2 separate regions of the Mus musculus genome follow, and region 1 is linked to region 2. A link is a contact called in public ChIA-PET data. All regions are on one chromosome and are shown on one strand. Each heading gives the region's core, a stretch centred on a gene start, on an enhancer-like site or on the middle of the called end of the contact. The rest is flanking DNA. Distances are from core to core; before and after follow the strand shown.

The links. ChIA-PET counts read pairs in DNA pulled down with a chosen protein or histone mark.
Region 1: an RNA polymerase II ChIA-PET map of memory CD8 T cells shows a contact between it and region 2, with 94 read pairs. The contact joins two enhancer-like sites. A contact is called at or near these places in 2 of 39 promoter capture datasets (maxillary cranial neural crest and trophoblast stem cells), 4 of 115 datasets of contacts at active chromatin or transcription factors (effector CD8 T cells, embryonic stem cells, memory CD8 T cells and 1 more) and 1 of 9 other capture datasets (embryonic stem cells).

Annotation. Positions count from the first base shown.
Region 1 is chr2:180,303,813-180,307,401 of GRCm38.p6, reverse strand. The region is part of intron 1 of Gm29943 (a long non-coding RNA gene); the gene reads right to left. Among named protein-coding and RNA genes, the nearest start is that of Gm29943, 15 kb to the right of the region's middle. Within about 2 kb of position 1,636, at least 27 of the 459 cell types and tissues checked have an H3K27ac peak or open chromatin away from gene starts, as enhancers often do. A contact at or near this core is called in effector CD8 T cells and memory CD8 T cells, where this site is marked.
Region 2 is chr2:180,435,359-180,438,987 of GRCm38.p6, reverse strand. No RefSeq gene overlaps it. Among named protein-coding and RNA genes, the nearest start is that of Slco4a1, 19 kb to the left of the region's middle. Within about 2 kb of position 1,382, at least 97 of the 459 cell types and tissues checked have an H3K27ac peak or open chromatin away from gene starts, as enhancers often do. A contact at or near this core is called in effector CD8 T cells and memory CD8 T cells, where this site is marked.

The DNA.
Region 1 (3,589 bases), core at 387-2,886, 130 kb after region 2:
CAACCCTGACCTAGCAGCCCCTCAACCTAGCAGCCCTATAGGAATGTGGCCCTTACCCTTTTCCAAAGAACATGAATGTATTTTAAAAGGATGTCACAGTCTGATGAGGTCCTGCACACCTTTAATTCTATCACTTGGGAGACAGAGATGGTTGTCTCTTTGTGAGTTTGAGGCCAACATAGTCTACAGAGCAAGTTCCAGGACAGCCAGGGCTTCGCCGAGAAACCCTGTCCAAAAATAAAAGGATGTCATGGTGCACAGCATGCTGGGCTGCAAGGCTTAGCTGCCAGCACTCTGGTGCCAGTTGTGGGCTCTGAGACCAGGCAGCTGGCCAGACACTCAGCAGCTCATCGGCACTGGCACACTCTCAGCCTGCACCCTGGATGCCCTTCGATGGTTATGCACAGACATAACCAGCCCAAGTCCTCCCTCCTGCCTGTCCTCTGAGAAGCTTTGGACATCACACAGCCAGGCCTGGCCAAGACTCCCTCAGAGACCCAGTGCTCACCCCATGGCCCTGCCCACCCGGACAGGAGGGAGGTGGGGCTTCTTTCCTGTACCCTGTCTCTCCTAAGAGCTCTTGCTCCAGCCTTTGATCTTCCATAAGCTCTGTGGCTTCTGCTCCCTGTCCACCATGACATTGACAATTGTTTATTAGTTCTGAAATAGCTGAAATCATGTCAAACATTCCGCATGTTAGAAAAATGTTTATGAAGTGTTATCATCGTTTATGTAACCGTGCGTGTTGGGAAAGAAGCGTAGATGCTGCAGACCACACAGGCCAAGCCCAGCCTGGCCATGCCAGAGGAGGGACTGTATTCTGGAGGGTGCCCAGATTCCCCAGCTCTAGGAGCAGATGCTGAGGCCAGGGCATTTCTAGGTCCTGCAAAAACCCCAGCACCTGGTCCAAGAGTATGGGATACTCCCTCATTCCCAGGCTTCATGGTTTCAAACTTTCAAAGTTTCACTGAGCTCAGTCAATGTCTAGCTCCTCTGGGCTTTGGAGGGTCCTGGCAGTGACACCTCTGTTTCAGGTAGATGCTTGGCTTTCCTGCCAGTCCTAGAGAGGATGCTGAGGGCAAGTGAAGGGCCTATGCTGTGCCCCATGTCACCAGATGGACTCCAAGGAAGACCTCACAGCCAATCAGATAGACATGGCATCTGTCCCGCCCAGCCCTTACAGAAAGCTAGATCCTGACCCTTGCTGTCATCTTGTAAGAGTTTTTCTTCACGAATGCCAAAGAAACACATGGTCCAAGTGTGTTGTTCCTGAAGAGTGAATAGGAGTGGCCAGCATGTGCAAAGGCCCTGGGGAGAGGACAGAACAGAAAAATCAGAGTGAAGACAAGGCACAGAGAGTCATCAGACAGCAGGGGACACTAGAGCTGTAGGAGCAGTGGTAGGCAGGGGGTCCCACGGCACAATTGCTAGCATAGATAGCCTGGCCTGAGACACAGCTGCTGAGGAGCACTGGCATTGCTTGGCTGCTGTAAAGTCTCAGACAGCTCACTTTACCACTCAGAGTCTGTTTTCTGGCTTTACATTGGGACAAACACCTACAGGAATGGCTAAGAGCTGACAGGAAGTATCAGGTGGCAGAAAAGCAGCCAGTGCTCTCCTGCTCTCTGGCAGGAAGGTGGATGATGTCACTGCCAAAAGGCACTTCACTATGTCATTCTGAGGAGCCGCCCTGCCTGTGGCTACAGACTTACCCTCCTCTAAAGAAAACTCATACCCACAAAAGCCCTGTGCACAGATGTCTATGCAAACTCTACTCATAGTGACCGGAAAGAAACAACTTGTACACCCACCACCGGTCAGGTGAGGCACCATGGCTCATCCTCACAGGGTTCACCAGATAAGTGACTGCTCACTGACAAGAGGGAATACTATTCAGCCATAAACAGAAACAACACTCAATAGCGTCCTGATCAGAAAGCAGGGAGAAGAAGCTGCAAGAGAGTGCAGTTTTCTATGAGGTCCAAGGAGATGCAGATTAGCTGTGCAGTGGTCACATCTATGGAGAGGGGAAAAAAAGCCGTATGCCTAACATTTGTACCTAATCACTTCAGACCAGGTCTGACACACTATAAATCATTTACCATGCCTGTCACCAGGCAAAGATTGCTATGGTGAAGAGGATTCTGGGAAGAGGGAGAGAAGGAAAGTCTTAAATCCTGCTCGAAACACCAGAAGAACTGAAAGCAGGTAACCACTCAACTCTCATACCTGATGTTCACCCCACCGAAGTGGAGATGACCCTCACACCCTTGGAGAGAGGAGTAGACAGTCAGAGCACTTCACACAGCCAAGTGTGAGCCCAGAAACATGGTGCCAAGAAAAAGAAGCCAAAACCCAGTAGCTCATGCTGAACAATTTTAGTCACATGAAGAATTCAGAGAGGTAAACCAGGAGTAGGAGGGAGTGGGGAGCAACTATTGAAAAGTCTCCACTCTCTCTTTGGTGTAATGGAGTGTTTGCAAACAGCCAGAGGTGGAGTCAGAACTTGAGAATGTAGTAAATGCCACCGACTGTTCTTCTTGAGGTCCTAAGTTCAATTCCCAGCACTCAAAGGGATGCTCCAAAGCTGATGTAACTAGACTCACGCGATCTGATGCCCTCTTCTGGTGTGTGACAGAAGTGCATCCCAAAAACCCACATACATAAAACACTTGATCAAGTGACTTGCAAGTTTTGGCAATGCTTAACCCTCATGTGCACACACCCCTGGGCTCCTCATCATGGCCCAGAGAGAGCTGAGAACAGACCTCATGGGATCCACCTTTCTCCTGTATAGATTCCACATAGAGCAAAGACACCGGGCTCCAGTAACTGCAGCCAGCCAGCAGTTCCCAGAGCAGAAAGACCCCTCTCTCCCAGAACAGAGTATCAAGAGCTCTGGAAAGGCCCTCAAGGCAGGGCTGTGGCTGCGGTGCCCTGCCAGGACTCTGCTCATAGGCAGTGCCTCTCAAGACAAATTTGTTCCTTTCAAGCAGGGTCACTCAAGCTAATCCTGATGATAAAACCTTAGGATAAAATAAACGTCCTCAGACAAGGAGCATATGGCAAATAGACCTTCCCACTGGAAAGAGCAAAAAAGAGCGCCCCTCCTCCCCACTGCCCCCACCCCCAGTAGTCACTCTAACCTGCGAGAGCCAGGTTTTTAAGGAGTTCTGCTCCTGTGGTGCACTCTCCTGCCCAAGGATGTCCTAGTACTTGCCCACACCAGCCCCATTATCACAATATACCTATGTATCCCACACCTCTGCTTTCCAGACAACCCCAAGAGAACATTTCCGTGGGAGTTTGAACTTCATCGAGAGGGTCATCAGAGGGGAGACCACACCCCACATCCCATCCAGGGCACTGAGACCCAAGGACAAAGACAACTTCTCCCTTCCCATATCTCCATTGTTTAATTGTTTTTAGGCCATAAAATTCTGACTTTAATATTTTCAACTCTTGTTTCTCATAAAACAACATTAGTATTTCTCTAAAGACACGCAGACCATTAATGTATCTTTATGATGTGCTCGGGATCCTTGGTGCCTGGACCATGGCCTGCTGACACCAGACCCTTGCCACGCAG
Region 2 (3,629 bases), core at 133-2,632:
ACCAAGTGGGTCTTAGGGATTAAACTTAGGTGGCCAGGCTTGGTGACAATTGTCTTAATGCACTGAGCAATCCTGCCAGCTCTCAAAGTCCAGTATTTATGATAAAAACTCAGTACCTGAATCGACACAAGAAATGGATGTAAAATACAAACGTTTGAAGATGCAGAAGCTAAAGGGAGTAGAGTATCTGTCATTCCTTACATTGCTTCCTTATCGACGTGGTGGTTTTATGATTCTATTAGATTTAAATAAAAGACATTAAGATTAACTTCACACCAGGCCTGGTGGCACAGGCTTAGAATTCCAACTACATGGTAGACTGCAGCAGGATTGTAAGCTAAACACCAAGTTGGGCAAACTGGTGAGTCCCAGTCTCTGAATTAAAAGTAAAAAGAAGGCTGGGGGTGTAACCTGAGATAGAGCATTTGCTTGCTTGCTTGAGGCCCAGGGATGGAGCTTGGATGACACACACAGAGACAGACTTCATGGGCCTCAGTCTTGCTATTGTGTTGCCTGAGCACAGATAGTCACATGTGTGCTCCCATTTTGCTTTCACTCCTGAGCAGAACTATTCACACCCATCGTGTACGGTCTGTGGGTTAGGGCATCCCTGGTGTGATACAGGGTCAGACTCACTACGAATAGCAACTATGTATTTGTCACCATAGGGAGACACAAATGGAAGTTCCTGTGGCTATTTGGCTATAGGTATGGAGGGGCTTGCCCAGGATGGTGCCCAGGGGGTTGATTTTGTACCAGAAAGCTTCAGACCAACTACATGTGATATTTGGAGATAGTGTGGACAGCCCTGACTCTGCTCAGCAACCAGGAGTCGGGGGAAAGGTGGGCCTCTGTAGAGAAAAGCAAGGTCCTGTTTTGGCTTCTCCAGGTACCACCGGATGAAGCCTGGAGGGGTTCCTGGGTCCCAAAGTTAGCCCCTGGGTATGTGGGTCAGTGTCAGGGGTTCTTGTGGTTATGATATGAGGAGGTTTCAAAGGAACAGGATGTGGAGTCCTGAGGAGTCAGTCTATGCAAGTTCCTAAGATCAAAGTGTGGGCTCTTAGGGTCAAGGAATGGGAATCTCTGGTCCATGTGTAGGGGTGGGAGCCTTGAGCAGAGAGTGCTCTCTGTGGAAGATGACCCCTAACATCCCCACTTGAGGCATCTGGGTTCCCCCTCCCACCCCTATCTTCTGTTAGGGTAACAGTGTTCTCCGCTCTGACTGCTCTCGGCTTGGCTGGCTATAGTTCAAACTTTACATGATGTCAGGATTACTCAGAGCCTGGCCCTTCTAAGGAAAATTGATGTGTTTGAAGTCCACCATGGTCTGTCTTGAAAGTCTCAGAGGAAGCACTTAGAAAACTGTCATTCTGGTCTTGAATGACACTTCCTGTCATCTGGGTGCACAGGGCATTTCCCCAGGGCTCAGCATGGTAGCTGTGGCTAGGTATGGGAATTCTGTAATGGCCAAAGCTGGACCTGGGTTCTGATGGGGAAGGGGAAGGAGACACAGGTCTCAGCTTTGTGCGTGCAATCCCCCTTCCCCCTCCCATTTTCTAGGCAACGGTGAAGAAGCTGTCATTTCAGAAACTTGTGGTGAAACTCAATGTGGGTTCCCACAGGAAGTTGGGGGGAGTGTTGAGCAGGGGCCCAAGGGCCCAAATGCCACAGTGGAAAAGTTCTTTGATAAGGCAGAGAGCACACCCCTTCCTCCTGTTCCTGCATGGGAGGTCTGGTCATCTCAAGCAATGAGGATGTGGCTAAGTCACATGAGAGACAGATATGCTTGTGGAAAATTCCAGGTCCCGGGAGAAATGCTTGGTTTTCTGGTCCTGGGAAGCTCCGAACCCCTGGTCTCACTTTCCTCTCCACATCTCTGTTCTTGCTTCTTGCTGGTGCATTCATGTGGGTGAGCCAGGTTTTGCAGGCCACGGAAGCCATAACAGGGGACACAGCAGGAGACAGCAGTGTTGGGCAGTGGGCATGGGCAAAAGAGGGAGTGGGCAGGCGGACGTGGGAATACTGCTGCATGCTTTCCATGTGAAACGGGGTGGGTGTCTGGCTGTAGGAAGCCACTGAACCCCAGCTCGGCGGGGGGTGGACAAGGGGCAGTCCTAGACAACAGGTTCTCAGTCTCATGCATCCCAGACACCGCTGGACACCACGGAAGAGCTGAGAACAAATGGGGGGCCCCCGAGGGGGGGGGGCGACTCCATCATCACTGGGCCAGAGGGAGGAGAAGGCAGGGGGAGAGGGGCTGCTGGGTGGTTCCCACGGGGGCGAGAGTCCTTGGTCCGGTCCGTGGCTGGAGAGCAGGAAGGCCTTCTGTTGGGAGGCTAGACGTGGCTTGTTAGGGGAACGCCTATCCCATTGTTCAAGCATGGTGGGCCTTGATAAGCAGAGACAGTCTATGGTTTTAGAGCTTTATTGTAGAAAGGCAGGAAAAAAAGAGAGAGGGTAGAAAGAGAGAGAGAGGCTGGCCATGGCCATGTGGAGAAAGGGGGAGGGGGGAAGGAGAGAGAGAAGGAGGGCTAGAGAAGAGAGTAAGAAAGGTGAGAGCTTAAAGAGATTGAGAAGGGGCAAAGCAGCCTCTTTTATAGTGGGCTGGACTATCTTGCTGTTTCCAGGTAACTACGGGGAAGAGCATACCTGGCTGTAGTCAGGTAACTGTGGGGGTGGAGTCTAGCCAGAATGCCAGAAGCTTGAGACATTGTCTGAGTGACTTATAATCACAGAATTATGGAGTTGGGGGGCTCTGTGGTGTCAGGCACCTGTCTCTGGGAACGTGGCTCCCTGTTGTGTCCCTTGTAGAGTTTTCTACTGGATCGCCGGAGCAAGCCTCATTCAACCAAAATAGGCTGCCTTTCATGGCCCTACACAGCAGATCCCTGTGGAAGAAATGATTCTGGTGCTCTGGGTACCAGGAATGTGCTTTGAACACACCACAATGGTAATGGTGCCAGGGATCATCTACAAAGTCCTCACAAACTTGGGAGCCTGGAGTTGACCAGCACCTGGGTCCAGGAAGAAACCCTGAGCCCTTGTGTGTGGTGCTCACCAGTTCCTGCTTTATGGTGTTCTGGAAACATTTAAACACCCACACATGGAACACACACAGGCCATCAACAGCTCCCACCCCCAGCCCACCCAGGTTACTTAGGGCCAAATCTTGGGTTCCTATGACCTCATCCATTCCCACTGCCTTGCTGAGCTGCTCTTTGCATGTGTAGAACACAAACACAGTTCTGCTATCACACCCACCAGGAACAGCTCACGCAACACACAGGCTGCTTCTCAAGGCCACTTGACTGGTGATGTGTGTCTGAACTGGCTCAAAGCTTGGAATGTGGCTGGCTTCTTGTTTTGGGTTAAGGAAGCTGGGCCCTGCCCTGCCCCCATACTCGTACAGACATCTTTCCACTACTGTGGACACCGCAGTCCTGTGTCTTCAGATCTCCCTGGATCAGCCACTGAGGGATATCTTTGCTGTTTCAGTGTCACAAACAAAAGGGACAGGAAGTTTACTGCTTTAGCACCTGGTGCAGGGGATGGGGCCCAGGCCCTGCTCCACGCCAGAGTCACTGCCTCCACCCCAGGTTCAACATTTATTCCTGTGTTTGTTTTGTTGC